3 separate regions of the Mus musculus genome follow, and all the other regions are linked to region 3. A link is a contact called in public Hi-C and HiCAR-type data. All regions are on one chromosome and are shown on one strand. The core of a region is the stretch at or near the end of the contact, and the rest is flanking DNA. Distances in the headings are between cores, read along the strand shown. Region 1 holds the start of Ctnnd2 (catenin (cadherin associated protein), delta 2). Region 2 holds the start of Sema5a (sema domain, seven thrombospondin repeats (type 1 and type 1-like), transmembrane domain (TM) and short cytoplasmic domain, (semaphorin) 5A). Region 3 holds the start of Dap (death-associated protein).

Region 1 (4,560 bases), core at 1,477-3,976, 1.1 Mb after region 3:
TAAAAGTCTCATGCAGAAGCCATGGAGTTTTTCTCACGCCCAGCAGCTGCTCTCTGGAGGCACACACAGGCACACAGTGTTGTCAACTCGTCTGTAAGAATCATGGTTAAAACTGAAACACTAGACTCAAGGAAAGGAAAGGAAAGGAAAGGAAAGGAAAGGAAAGGAAAGGAAAGGAAAGGAAAGGAAAGGAAAGGAAAGGAAAGGAAAGGGGAAAGTACACCTCCTTCATCTAAGGCATGCTTCTGAAAGAAATTTTACATTGATATAATGCAAGGGCTCCAAGAGTGTGCTCAAAGCGCTCCTGTAAAGTTGCCTGAATGTGAATAAAGGTGAAACTACAGCAGTGTTGGCAAAGGAATCGCAGCGTTCCCTTAAGCCAAGCAGAGTAGCCTCCGGCGGTGCTTTTCCCACGCTCGCTTGTTATTAGTAAAATTACAGTCCTTCTATATTCCAACAACTAATTCCAAGCATAGCCCATCTTCATTCAAGCTTTGGACCTTGTAACCCACAGACCAGTACGGATACTATTCAACATTAACAATGGATTCTGCTTGGCACAGAGAATCACTAAAGGAAGAGGCATCTGGCTGTTGAAAGCAGCTATTCCATACACGAGGATTCTTGCCTCTATTGGCCATACCTCCCATATATCAGATCCCCCAAATCATGCACTGTTCTACGTTGGCAATCCAAAAGGAGTCATATCAAACAATCTTCCACTGGATTTTAGTAGCGGGGCTGGGGAGCCTTCCAATTATGTTGATACATGCTCACCAGCGGGCACATCAACTGAACTACCACCAGTGGAAGTGTGCAAAATGAGGTAACTCATGGGCAGGGGCAACACCTCCCCATTTTCATGGAAGTCAATGCAGAAAATTCTCGGCGTCTTAAATATCAGTCACACAGTTCCTAAAAGTGAACTGTCCGTCATGCTTATCGGGCCTGATTTTTGCTCATTACATATCTCTTTTCTAAGCCAACATATCTCTTAGAGAACATTAGGCATGCATACGTATACAGCCTTGCAGAGTTGAAGCACAGCAGATCAGTTCAAATGAGGGAAATACAAACCCCTTGCAAGCACAGCCTCCCCCTCTATTATCCTCTTCTTCCACACCCTTCATTACCCCGGTGTTTACAGTGAAAACGCAACTTTGGGTATTTGAGAAATAAGTGGCTCCTTGTGGAAAATACAGAGATGCACATCCCTCTAAGCCCCCAAGTCTGTTTTCCGACCCCCACCCTCCGACCGAGGAGGTTGCACCTCCTTCCTAGAGACTTTACTCTGAACAGAGTGGCTCAACATGCTGAGTATCAATCGATGAAAACACATTACACACAAGAAGAAGAGGAAGGGGGGAGCGAAACGCAGCTTTGCTTTCAGCCATTAATTACGAATCACCCAAATATCGCTACGCCTATCTCCCATGCACAAGCACCCTTGCCAAACCTGGCTGTCAGGCAGCGCTTTCCAGAGCCTCGCTATCTATTGTCAGGACAGAGAAGCCCCCGGAAGCCTGTGAATCCCTCTGAAAATGCTTCCTCGGAAACGCTAAATATAGACCAAAGGGGTCTGGGTCTGGCGAGCAGCGGGAGACTGAAGAAACGGCCATGGACGCATATGACTAAGTCTTTCCATTTTGTTCTAGCCAAACATCGTAATGACATTGAACATAAGGGCAAAAGACTGGAAGGAAGTCTTCCCCGCCCCCACCCCGTCTTCTCCGGTATATTAGGGACGTCATGAATGCAACCGGGTTGCTCTGGAGGGTGGCGGGGAGCAGTCGGTGTTGCCCTATATACGCGTCCTCCGAGGTAGAGGGGTGGCAGGGAGGGGAGCACGCGGAGAAGCCACTTGGTAACCGCTCCAAGAAAGACACTGACCCCGGACCCCGTTGCGGGGAGAGCCGCCTTCCAAGAGGGGAGCCGGTAGGATCGCGGTCCTCCCCCGGGGCAGACAGCACCCCACTGCCGCCCGCCGCCACCCCTAGCCCCGCTGGAAGCGGAGGACCAACCCCCACCGGCGGTGAGCAAGAGGACGACGCCCGGAGGATGCGCCCGGCTCCAGCAGCTCAGCTAAGGCAACTCACCGAACGGCGCGGCGCCCGACTGCTTCCTGGCGAACATGCACCCGCCGCCAAAGACAGCTCCTCAGTCGGGGGAAAGGCGTGCGCGCCGCCGCCCGGCTTCAGAGCAAGGTCCTGACCTTGCCCAGCTGCAGCATCCTCCGCTTTTGTTGTCGGAGCGCGGCCGCGGGACAAGTGATGCTGGCGGGGAGCAGGGGCGAGCGCGGCAGGCGAGAGGCGGCTCCCGACGCGAGTGCGCAGCGCCCGGCCCGGCCGCCCCTCCGAGCGCGGCGAGCGTAGCGCCCCCTGCCCGACTCGGCGGGCGCCGCGGGATGCTCAGGGTTCCGCGGGGCTCCCCGGGCTCGGGCCGGGCTACCGAGCCGCCGCGCCCGCCGCTCCGCTCGGCCGGTTGCCGCCGCGGGCGCGAGCCTGGGCCGCCCTGGCGCCCGGCGCCGAGCGCTCTCGAGCTGCGCCCTGCGCGCCGCCCGCGCCACCTGTGTCGCCGCCGCCGCCGCCGCCGCCGAGAGCGAGGCTCCTCCCGCCGCGCGCCGCAGCTCAGCCTCCGGCTCAGCCGCGGCGGCCGGCTCCGGCGCTTGGCTAGTGAGCGAGCGAGCGTCCGCCCCACCACCGAAACCTGCCCCGGGTGCGGAGCATGCCCAGTGCCGCCGAGAGAGCGCGGCGCCTCGCCACGCGAATTCCACTTCTGGTTTTCGCGGCGGCAGCAACAGCAGCAGAGATGGGAGGAGGCGGCTCAGGTTGGGAGAGGGCCGCGCATCCCCGGGAACAGACAGCACCCGAGATAGAGCCTACGCGGAGAGTTGATTCTGCGGGGCAGATGTTGGTCTGCAAAGGGGCAGCGATTGAGGGGTTTTAGAGTAGCTTGTGAGTTAAGGAGAGCACCGGGCCAGCCATGAAAGCTAGTGGATGGGGGTGGATGTTCTTGTAGATTCTAGGGTTCCAAAGCAAAGAACGCATGACGTCTGTGAAAGGTTCTTTCGTAGTGTTGGGGCCCCATCTCCACCACCTCCTGCTCTGATTATGCTTTATGCAAACTCAGTCTGGTTTTAAAATCTGGAATATGAGTAAACTTCCTACAAGGAAGACCCTTGCTGGATCTAGAGCTTTAATGAATTCTCTTCGTCTTCCTGTCACGTCTCACCCAGTTGTCTTCTTGGACACCTCCACGACTGTTTTCCTCTTCTCTTCCATTGTCCCGTGCTAAAATGAAAACTTTGCTCCTCCTCCACTGACCGCGGTGGAGTCTGTGAAGCTTGCTCCATTTCCAACTGAGATTTCCGAATGTCTCTCAGTTAGTCAGTCATTAGGCAACACAGAGTGCTAAATCTAGCAAGCAAAGTCACACTATGAAAAGTCTTGTTGGAAAACGAAACCCATGCCAAGTTCCAAGGCAGGCAGGCCCTCAGGACCTTCATCTATGTCCCTGTGTGGCTGCAAAGTCTGTCAGTCACATGCAGGACAAATACGTCCCATAATTATTCCACCAAAGATCCTTACTTTGAAGCCAGCCCACCCCACCCTACTCTTTCCCAGAGCCATTTTCTGAGACACAGATAAATGGACCAGGAACCCCGAACTTGTAATAAGAGGGGTTCCAGCTTCAGTAATCTCAGGGACATTTCTATTCAGTTTGCAAGAGATTATCCAACAAGGTCAAAATGCTTGCATTAAATCTGAGATAGCCTCTATTATTCTCTGGAGTTAGTGAAAGGCTGAGGCAAGTGGAAAGAAAAGTTAAGCAGACTAAATATGTAAAGGAACAGACAAGAGATTGAGTAATGACTGTTCACAACAGGGAAATGTGCACCGTCAGTCATTCCATCTACCTCTAGTAGGCTCAGTCTCACTCCCAAAAGTTGTTCTCCAGTGTAGGTTCTCCTTCGAAGCTGGTGTGACATTAACATAGCCTGATTCCTGTGAGGGAAGATATGTGGTCATTTGCAGGTTTGGTTTTTTGTTTTTTTGTTTTTTTGTTTTTTTTTTTCCCACATCAGCTTCAGTTGAATCTGGAATTTGGGGCTTGTAAGGCACACCAGCTGTCACATCTCGTGTGTGTGTGTGTGTGTGTGTGTGTGTGTGTGTGTGTGTTACATAATAAAAGATGCGCTTAGCCTCTGTGTGTCTGTTTCTGTTTGTACTTGTGTGATTTGTATGTGCTAGCATGTGTGAGAGATACGTGTATGTATGTATGTGAGGCATGTGGTCTATGTGAATATGTGTGCTGATGCCCGGAGACCAGGGAGAACTCAATAATGTTCTTTTCTGTCCCTCTTGGCTTTATTCTTTAAGACTTGGTCTTCCACTGAACCTGTGAACTTAGAGGCTAACAAGCCCCCCAAAACCTCCAGTCTCCAGGTCCCCTCAAGACTTGATTTACAGGTGTGTTACATGGCCTCACCAGTCATTCTATGGGGGTCCTGAACTCAGGTTCTCAAACTTGCAGAACAAGCACAATTACTGAGCCATCTCT
Region 2 (4,349 bases), core at 1,288-3,787, 1.0 Mb before region 3:
TGACAACAGTCGGCATCTTGGGTGAGCCACTGTCTCAAAAGTTTTTATAATAAACTCACGGCAGGAAGTCTATGTTTCAAACAACTACACTTGGAACTGCTTCTTCATGGAAAACAAACGTGCAGAAGAAATGTGAGTGGGCAGAAAGAAATGCACACTTCTTTTGGAGTAAACACAGGAAAGAAAAGTAGTTTCAATGATCTACAACAGAAGGTGTCTGCTTAAGCCTGAAGTGCAACAGTGAACTTTTTACTCCAAGAGAGGAACTCCTCCCTCTCTCAAAAGATGAAAAACAACATTAATTGGCAACCCTAGTTGGGTATTTAAAACGTTTCCTATTAAGGGCTAGTTTTATCTTTATAAAAGACGAATTCTGTATTTAATAACGCATCTGCACTTCAAAAACAGGGCTCTTCCTGACAAGCCTGGACACACAGCTATTTTTAAAAATATAAATAAATACACTGCATTAATTTTAACACCCGGTGTTTAACCAATGTGCTGCTTAGGAGCAGAACCTCCTCTCCGTATTACACATAACTCTTATACCTTCGCGCAGTTTCAATTGTTAAGTCCAATTGTCAAAGGAGAAAAATGTGTACCCTGAGGAGTTTGTAGGAATGTGTCTTAGGAAGAAACCTTTCCAGATAGACGGCTTCCGTCCAACTTTTCTGTCGCTTAACTACGCTAAAAAGCTCTCCTGGGTAAAGAGAACACTTCTCTCAACTCTTCCTTTTGAGAGGAAAAGAGGATCGCCAAGGGCGATCGCCAGAGATCACTCCCCTCCAACAGTTCCTCGGAACATCCTGAGCACCGATCTTCTCCTGGCCCCAGACCGTGAACCCGGGTATGAAATGCCTTAGTCTTCCTCAGCAAAACACCCTGGCGGAGTTGTGCCCTGGTCCCACTAACCCCAAATTTTCACGAACACCGCAGAGCCCCTGTGCAGAGAGCAGGAAAATGTCCCCTAGTCCACCGTGCAGGGAGGTAGGCGATTCCGACCACCAATCCCGGTTCCAGATCCCACCAAGCAAGCCTGGCCTAGCGCGGAAATCACAGCAAAAATCTGTGTTTTACTGCTGCCTAGGACCCCTGACCCATTTGCCCAGGACAAAAACACTAACAAGCTCTGTGACATCCTCTCCGAAAGCTCGCTCTTGGCGCCCCCTGCCGGGAATCTCCGGGACGCCGCAGGCGCAGGAAAGTTAAAACCCAACTCAAGGCAACCGCATCCAGGTACAAACAACAAAAAAGGACGTGAAAGCGCTTCCCGCCAAAGCCCGGGGCGGGAGGTGAGGGGTACCGGGACCGGGACCTACCCGCTCTGGGCCCAATTCCAAGGGCGATCGCCGGAGATCACTCCCCTCCAACAGTTCCTCGGAATATCCTGAGCACCGATCTTCTCCTGGCCCCAGACCGTGAACCCGGGTATGAAATGCGTGCGGCTGGGCTGCCCGCAGACGGGGGCTCTGCGATTGGAGCTCATCCTGCTGAAGCCCCAGGCTTCGCCATCCCTGCCTTAGTCTTCCTCAGCAAAACACCCTGGCGGAGTTGTGCCCTGGTCCCACTAACCCCAGATTTTCACGAACACCGCAGAGCCCCTGTGCAGAGAGCAGGAAAATAAATGTCCCCTAGTCCACCGTGCAGGGAGGTAGGCGATTCCGACCACCAATCCCGGTTCCAGATCCCACCAAGCAAGCCTGGCCTAGCGCGGATTACGCACACAGATCTCCACGGGTACCTGAAAGGTGCTGGCCGAGGTGCAGGCTTGCCCACTGACCGGTCGCACACCCGGACCTTCTCAATCCACGCTCGTATCCAGGGAAAGGCTAAGACACAAACTTCCAGCCCGTGCACTATCTCCACTGCGACCGCCCCCGCTTTGATGGTAGTCCTGCACGCGCCTCTGCCAGGTTGTCCCCACCCAGGTGTCTGCAGAGTGACCCTACCAGAGACTTACACCACCCGCAAATGGACCAGTGCCGAGTCCAGTTCACACGTGCAGGGTCTCAGCTATGACACTCAGGGACTCTGCGGGGAGAGAGCTCACCAGATGCCGGGCGCGTTCCTCCTGCTAGTCATCCAGCGCCCCGGGGCCCGGAGCTGCTCCAAGGGTCCTCTTCAGTGTACTACGAGGGAAGTCGAGGCAGCCGCCACCACTGCACCCCGCCACTTCTCCAGAGCTATCCTCCTCTCGCAGCGCGCCAGGCTGGGGACCAGCTAGTCTGCCGGAGTCTCCAGTTGTGCAGCTGAGTGGACAGGCTCGCGCCGAGAGAGGGCGACCGGTGAGGTGGCAAAGTTGGGTACCCTCTGCTTAGTAGCTGCGCGTGGGAACCAAGAACACCCCCAAAAAGGATTGCACGTGCCGGGACGCCCCCGCAGTGGGAAGGTGGGATACAGAGGTCGCCACAAGGCTGGGGCCACCGTCAGCCAAGGGCTGAGGAGCCCACCCGCGGCGGGAGCGCAGCGCGCGCGGGAGTGGGCACAGCGTGAGCAGCCGCTGCTGACGCCGCCTTCCTAGCGAGTAGACCAGCGCTGGGTGAGCGGGCCCAGAGCTCGGGGCGGGGAGCACAGGACCGCCTCGCCTCGCCCCGCCCCCGCCCCGCCCCCTCCGCCGCACCTCCCCTACTCCGCCCCTCCCGCGTGCAAACTGAGCGCCCCACCCACCCCTGACCTTCCCAGGCCCCTCCTCTAGCCCCGCCTCTTCCCGAGATGGGACCCCCAAACACTCCCCAGGGGGCTCTCTACACACCCCAGGAGTTCTATTTGTGCCACCAGAGTGCAAGCTCACCCAACTGGTGACTTTTTTCGAACTCCCTTCCTCGCCTGGAAGAGACCTTCTTTGGCTACCCGCCCCTTGCCCGGTGGCTCCTACGTGGCTACTTTGCAGGATGGGCTGTATAAAGGGCTGGAGGCAGTTCAACCCAAACCAGAGACGTGGCGTCTGCTAGGCCTGCCTAAGCTCCAGGTAAGTGCGTGCCCCCGGCGGATCGCGGGTGGGAAGAAAGTGGAAGTTTAAGATTCAGTTCTTCTGTGTCATCATAAGAAGACTGGGGTGTGCTTTGGGGGTGGTGAGGGGCCCGCCGCGGATTCTTACAGGCGAGCTGGGCCCAGCAAGGCTCTCAGTTCTTGAAAAGGATAGATCAGAGAAATGAATAAATCTGCCATCCAAGGAAATAGAGCAAGAGGTTCCCAAGTAGCCCTAATGGGAATTAGGAGAGGGTTACCTCATGGACAGAAACAGCTGGGCTAATTGGTACTCCGCAAGTATCTTGGGAGTTTACTGAGTGAGCATGGGGGCAAAAAGTTTATCTTGGAACGCAAAGTAAATGCCTTGGGAAGGCAGCTTTATTGACGCGTTGTTCAGTTCTCCTTCTAAGGAAGTGATCAACTCACCAAGTTCTAAACAACATACAAGGTTGTGAAGAGGGGAAATTACAGGATAAAGTCAGAAACCGTGGATCCCTGCCCCTACAGCCATGCTTGGCGATCCTTTTCCCTCAGGATAGGGTAAAGGAACGATGTCTTCAGGTTTTCCTCCCATATCGGGCCTTGTTGGTGGCCTCGGGTGCTTTTGCATAAGGAACCTCATCAATGAGTTTCTTAGCTGCAAGACCTAAGGATGTTCCCATTTGCCACAATCACATCCTGGTATTGGCAGGTTGCAAATGTGCCCTGGTAGGGGATAGGGGCGCCGGTGACAGTTCGGGGCCTCTGTGAGGGTTCCATGATGCTAAACAGGGACCGGGTAATAGCTGGAATGTGTCACCGCTCATCCAGGACCACAGAGATTCAAGAGGAGGTGAATAGAAGCACAAGTTGCCACCAATTTGTTGTGTCTGTCACCTTCAAATGAAAGAATTAGGCGAAACCATTTTTGAAAGAGTCCATTGGAGGCTATGTCAACCCCAGAGTGTGCTGTGTCTACAATTGTGGAGCCTGAAAAGTATGGCCCCAACGCAGATGTCTTCTAGGGCTTGTTTGGGAAACATCTACTACAGATGCTTGGCTGGCTTCCAGCTCTGGGGTGGCAGCTCCTGGCTTCTAGATCTTGCCCGGAAAAGTTAATAGGCTTCCTTTGCTTCTCCCTGCTGTTTCAGAAGTGGGTGGGAACTAGCGCCATTCTGAGCACTCCCCTTCTCTTGCCTACGTGGCACAACAGTCTGGGAGACTTTTGGGAGAAGGAGGCCTTCTAGGGGCCGACAGTGGAAGACCTCAGCCTCACACTTGAACCCTATAGCCTTCAGGAAGGCAGGGTGGAGCAGAACAGGGTGGAGAAAGACAAATTAAAACTCAAATGTACTTCACTCTTTCTTATGCTTATCCCTCAATGTCAACTGATAAAAACA
Region 3 (4,491 bases), core at 407-2,906:
AGGTCAAGGTGTTCCTTAAAGGAAATGTTTGCTGTTGTTGTTTTGTTTATGTTTTTTTAGTAGATTTTTTTCATACAATATAGTCTGATTATGTTTTTCCTCTCTCCAACTTTTCCCCCAATTCCTACCCACCATACCTCTCTCTCTCTCTCTCTCTCTCTCTCTCTCTCTCTCTCACACACACACACACACACACACACACACAGAGTCCACAAAACCACAAACCAAAATACACAAGCAATACACTAGTAAGATTTTAAAAAATGCTCAAAGAAAACCACATGAGACAGGAAGTCTACAAAAATACCACTGAGTTCGTTTTGCGTTGGCCATCTATTTACTGGGGCATAGGGCCTACCCTGAAGGTGGTTTAATATACTCAGTGAGACGCCACTGGCGAAGCAAGCCGGTACCCATTGCGGACAGACTTGGTTAGGGATAGGAGCCAGTATCTTAAAGGTAATCTTTCCACAAGTTAATTTGTATTGTAAGAAGTGAGAATTGAACCCAGAGCCTTCCATACTCTAGCATAGTATCTTACACTGAACACAAAGACTCCCGTAGCTATAACTCCTAACCCCAGTTAGGCGAGTTGAGAAGCACTGTCATAGTGAATCAGCTTTGAAATACAGCATACTTTAAAGGCAGTTTCCTCTCTCCTCCTGTTCTCCAGTGGGGCCAGCAGCTGGAGAGTCTAAGTTTTTACTACAGAAAGATGGTACAGATGTGTCCCTACCCCACACAGTCCTCCAAGGTCTGCAGGGAGATGCCCTGGTTTTATACCACAGGAGACTTGGCTTCTAGGACCCACGGTTTCCAGGCTGGCTCTCTGTGGTGCTTCCACAGGTATCTCTGCCACCAGAAAGGGCAGTAGAAATGCCAACTCCTCCAGCCATGGAGGAACAAACAGGAACTGAGTGGAGGCGGCTGCCCAAGGCACACAAAGGTTGCTCACCATTTCCTAAGAGAGGTGGCTCTTTACTGGACTGAACTGCCAGTAAAAAGAAGTTTTGGCTCAGAAGTTCCGGGTTTGCTTTAAAAAAATACCGTTTTAACCACTTTCAAGAGGGAGTTGGATGCGAAAATTAAATGAATAAAGGAAGTCATGCCGGGTGATTAATGATCATAATTATTTCCGCTTCTTTGGTCTGTCAGTGTGAAATGCTGTCAGCCCACGATTAATCATCATGATACAACACTACCTTTTAATTGTTGGGGGTCTCCCACGCAAACATCTGTGCAATCTCATAAAAACTGCCTACTTTTGAGTTTTGACTTGTACAACTAGGGTGTCCCCGCCGGGGAGGGCTGGATCCCGCGACCCGCTCACCTGCACCCCGGGCCCGCTCACCTGCGCGCCTGCGCAGCACACAAGCAAGGGGCACCGGGGCACTGGGACCCCGATCCTGCCCTGTCCCCTCCCGGCGCCCCAAGACATAGTGCAAACCAGTCAGTACCGGCGGGCGGGTGTCCAGCTTTGGTCTCCAGCTTTCCTTCTGGAGGCGAAGACATGGCGCCGCTGGTTTTCGGAGGGGCGACGGCAGCCGCGGGGTGGGCGTCAGTGCGCGCGCGAGGACTCGGGGGAAGGCGTGAGGCGCGCGCTGCTCGGGAACGCGCACTGCCGCCCCGGGCAGGGGGGCGTGGCTCCAAACGGCTGCGTGGCACGGTCCCGCCCACCCGAACTCTGTGAGCCGCCTCGCCTCGCCCCGCCCGTCCTTGTGGAGCATGCGCAGCGGCCAGCGCCACGTACGACTCCAAGGCTATTGTATGGGAAGGATGACAGGGCGCGTGTGTACGTGAAGGGCGGGGCGGCCCTGCGACCAGCGAGGGGCTGGACCCGTGGTGCGTGTTCACTAGCCAAGCTGTCACTGAGGGAAGCGTAGCCTGCTGGTGGTTCGAGACCCCAGCGCGGGGTTTCGTTCAGAGATGGCAGCTCCTGGCTCCTTGGCTCACTTTGCAGCAAAACTTATCCGTTACTCTCTAGAACTCGCAGCTCTGCAAGATCAGCAGTCTTCTATCTTTAGAAAAGGGCCTGCCACCATCCCTTCCAGGCTGCACACGGATCTTAGACGACCCAGCTATTAAAAGAGGCAGGGTGCCACACCTCTCTACTCCTTCCTTACTCTCAGAACCTCTTGACTGATCTCTCAGAACCTCTCCCTGACCCCAGGCTGCCAAATCCGAAGGTCACTTGTCCAGTGCCTTTGATCTCGTAGGAGCACTGCAGACAGCTCTGGATGTTCTTTAGCTTTAGGGACGCCATGTCTCTGCCTTGTCCAGACCACCGTGGCTGCCATTCGGCTTGGCAAGCTTCTCTGTAGACTTGTAAATATTTGTATCTCCCGTGCATCATCCTTGGCCCTCTTCCCTACACGTTCCTGGGGTGCTTTCCACTGTAATGATGTTGGCGTCTGAGTAATTCATAAATTACTCAGAATTATTTAGCTCGCGGTTCTCAAGAGGCAAGTGGTTTGCAGGCTTGCATAGAAACAATTTCTTAGTCGAGGAGGTTTGAAGCCCTTGTGGCCATCAAATGCAACCTGTAGCACATACAACCCACAAGGCTTTTTTCGTGACAGGGCCTGGCAAACTAGCAGCTCATTGCTTATGGCTCCTTGACCCATATTGGTTGTTCTGATCCTTCTTTAGTGGGACAGGCCAGTTCTTCTGGTCTTGGCATCTGCTATTCCCATCACTGAGCACTGATTCCTCCAGATATCTACATGACTGACTCCTTCCTATAGTACAACCAGCTTGTGAAGTCAGCTGACCTGTGGGATCTGAGAATGTAGCCAAGGTGCCCGGCTCATGTTTCTGTTCATGTTTTTTACTGCCTCCATGCGATCAACCTCATCTGGCCGTCCTTATTTCTCTCTGCTCATTTACTGGAATTCTCCATGGACTGGACTGTCAGCTCCATGGAAGGAGAAGCCTGGTATATGGTTTTCACTTATATTCCAGGCCCTTAGCCATGGCAATCGCAAAAGACCCATATAATCCTGGAACAGAGAGGCAATGGGTCTCCTACAATGTTGTCTTAACAGAGAGCAACAAATGGGGCCTACACAGAAAATGGAGTGGATGCTTAGGATATAATAGTATATTCATTCACTTTCACTTGTGGAGGAGGCATGTGGGTGGGTGTGGGCATGTCCAGCCCAGTCTGTCACAGGTACAGTCTACATGTTGAGTACCACTCTGGGAGCATTCTATGCACTGGTGTCTACCGAACAGATTCTAGTAATGTTGACTGGTGTTAATTGAATCTTAAATGGTTCTAGGGATGAGAGAGGATAATTCATTTTTAACAAGAACATACACAGAGAAAGAGATAGAGAGAGGGGAAGGGGGAGCGGGAGGGGGAGGAGGTGAAAGAGTCATTTCAGTCTGGTGAATGTGAGCTGGGCCCAGATACCAGGTTTCTCAGCCCAGCAGCATTTCCTCCTAGTGCTGGCTGACTTCTGGGTAAGGGTTTTGGAGGACATTTCCTACTTTTCTCTAAGTAGGCTGTTTTCTAAACAGAATCTGGAAAGAGTGAAGAAGTCACAGAAGGTGCGAATTCTCCCTGCCATTGTCTGTTTTGAACCTTAGTGACGTCATTGAGCCCTGTGGTTTCCCTATCTGCAAGAAAGACATCGGAGGGCAGAGGGCTGTGCCACCCCCCCCCCCCCGGGGATGTTAGCTTCTCAGCACTCCCACAAACACCTGCAGTAACTTGCCTGAAAAGGAGAGATTCGGAGGCAGCGTACTTCAGTTTTCCACAGCTTCCCTTGCAGGAGCCACACCCTGGTTCTATCCCCACTGCAGAATTAAATAAATACATTAAAAAATAACAACAAAATCTTATGACCATAGCTTTGGAGATTCCAGTGCCTTCCTTACTGGCCCCATTGCTTTTGAGCCTGCAGCAACACAGTGGCTCCAATCTGTTCACCTCATGGCTGGGGGAGCAAATGAAAGAGGAAAAACTCAGAGTTCCACACGTCCTTCAAACAGATTCCTTCAATGACCCAAAAGTCTCCCGTTAGACCCCATCTTTTAAAGGTTCTCCCATCAACAAATATTGCCAGACTGGGTGTCAAGCCTTTGCCACGTGCACCCCTGAGAAACATTCCAGATCTGAACCATGATGGCTGCTGGTGTTGTGAGGTTTCCGGTTCAGTGGTGATGCGGTTCTGTATCATCCCAGTGACTCCTACAGCATCCTCAGATGTGGCTTCTCTGATGGAGACTGTAGGCACTGGGTCTGGATGGGGAGGCCTGAGAGAACCTTCTCTTTCCGTTGTCCAGATTGCATAGTTGAAAGTACTTGTAAACCATAGTACACTAAAGAATATATTTTTATTCCTGCACTGTTTTTTTTTTTTAAATCATCATGCATTGCCCCGCGTATGGCATATAAAAATGACTCTGTGTGTCAGCCAGATGAACACTGCTTCCTTTTTCCAGATGAGCCTCTACTTTCTGTCTTTCTGGGCTGCTGCCTTCTGG

What was found. Hi-C and Micro-C count contacts between places; a contact is called where the count stands out from the background. HiCAR-type assays count read pairs that join an accessible place to other places.
Region 1: a contact with region 3 is called in a HiCAR-type map of astrocytes, with 4 times the contacts expected there. The contact joins the promoter of Ctnnd2 here to the promoter of Dap in region 3. A contact is called at or near these places in 8 of 39 promoter capture datasets (cranial neural crest, embryonic stem cells, frontonasal cranial neural crest and 4 more), 2 of 484 Hi-C or Micro-C datasets (both in embryonic stem cells) and 11 of 115 datasets of contacts at active chromatin or transcription factors (VIP interneurons, astrocytes, embryonic forebrain and 7 more).
Region 2: a contact with region 3 is called in a Hi-C map of uterus, with 6 times the contacts expected there. The contact joins the promoter of Sema5a here to the promoter of Dap in region 3. A contact is called at or near these places in 3 of 39 promoter capture datasets (the 3T3-L1 cell line, liver and pre-B cells) and 1 of 484 Hi-C or Micro-C datasets (uterus).

The regions. Positions count from the first base shown.
Region 1 is chr15:30,170,700-30,175,259 of GRCm38.p6, reverse strand. Ctnnd2 (catenin (cadherin associated protein), delta 2) reads right to left here and starts at 2,726. Exons shown (of 23, transcript NM_008729.3): 1 at 2,097-2,726. The coding sequence starts at 2,133. It overlaps Gm31953 (a long non-coding RNA gene), which reads right to left and starts at 2,090. Exons shown (of 2, transcript XR_875097.3): 1 at 1,457-2,090.
Region 2 is chr15:32,243,001-32,247,349 of GRCm38.p6, reverse strand. Sema5a (sema domain, seven thrombospondin repeats (type 1 and type 1-like), transmembrane domain (TM) and short cytoplasmic domain, (semaphorin) 5A) reads right to left here and starts at 2,537. Exons shown (of 23, transcript NM_009154.2): 1 at 2,051-2,537. Snhg18 (small nucleolar RNA host gene 18) reads left to right here and starts at 2,688. Exons shown (of 2, transcript NR_038186.1): 1 at 2,688-2,968.
Region 3 is chr15:31,221,550-31,226,040 of GRCm38.p6, reverse strand. It overlaps Dap (death-associated protein), which reads right to left and starts at 1,656. Exons shown (of 4, transcript NM_146057.3): 1 at 1,458-1,656. The coding sequence starts at 1,512.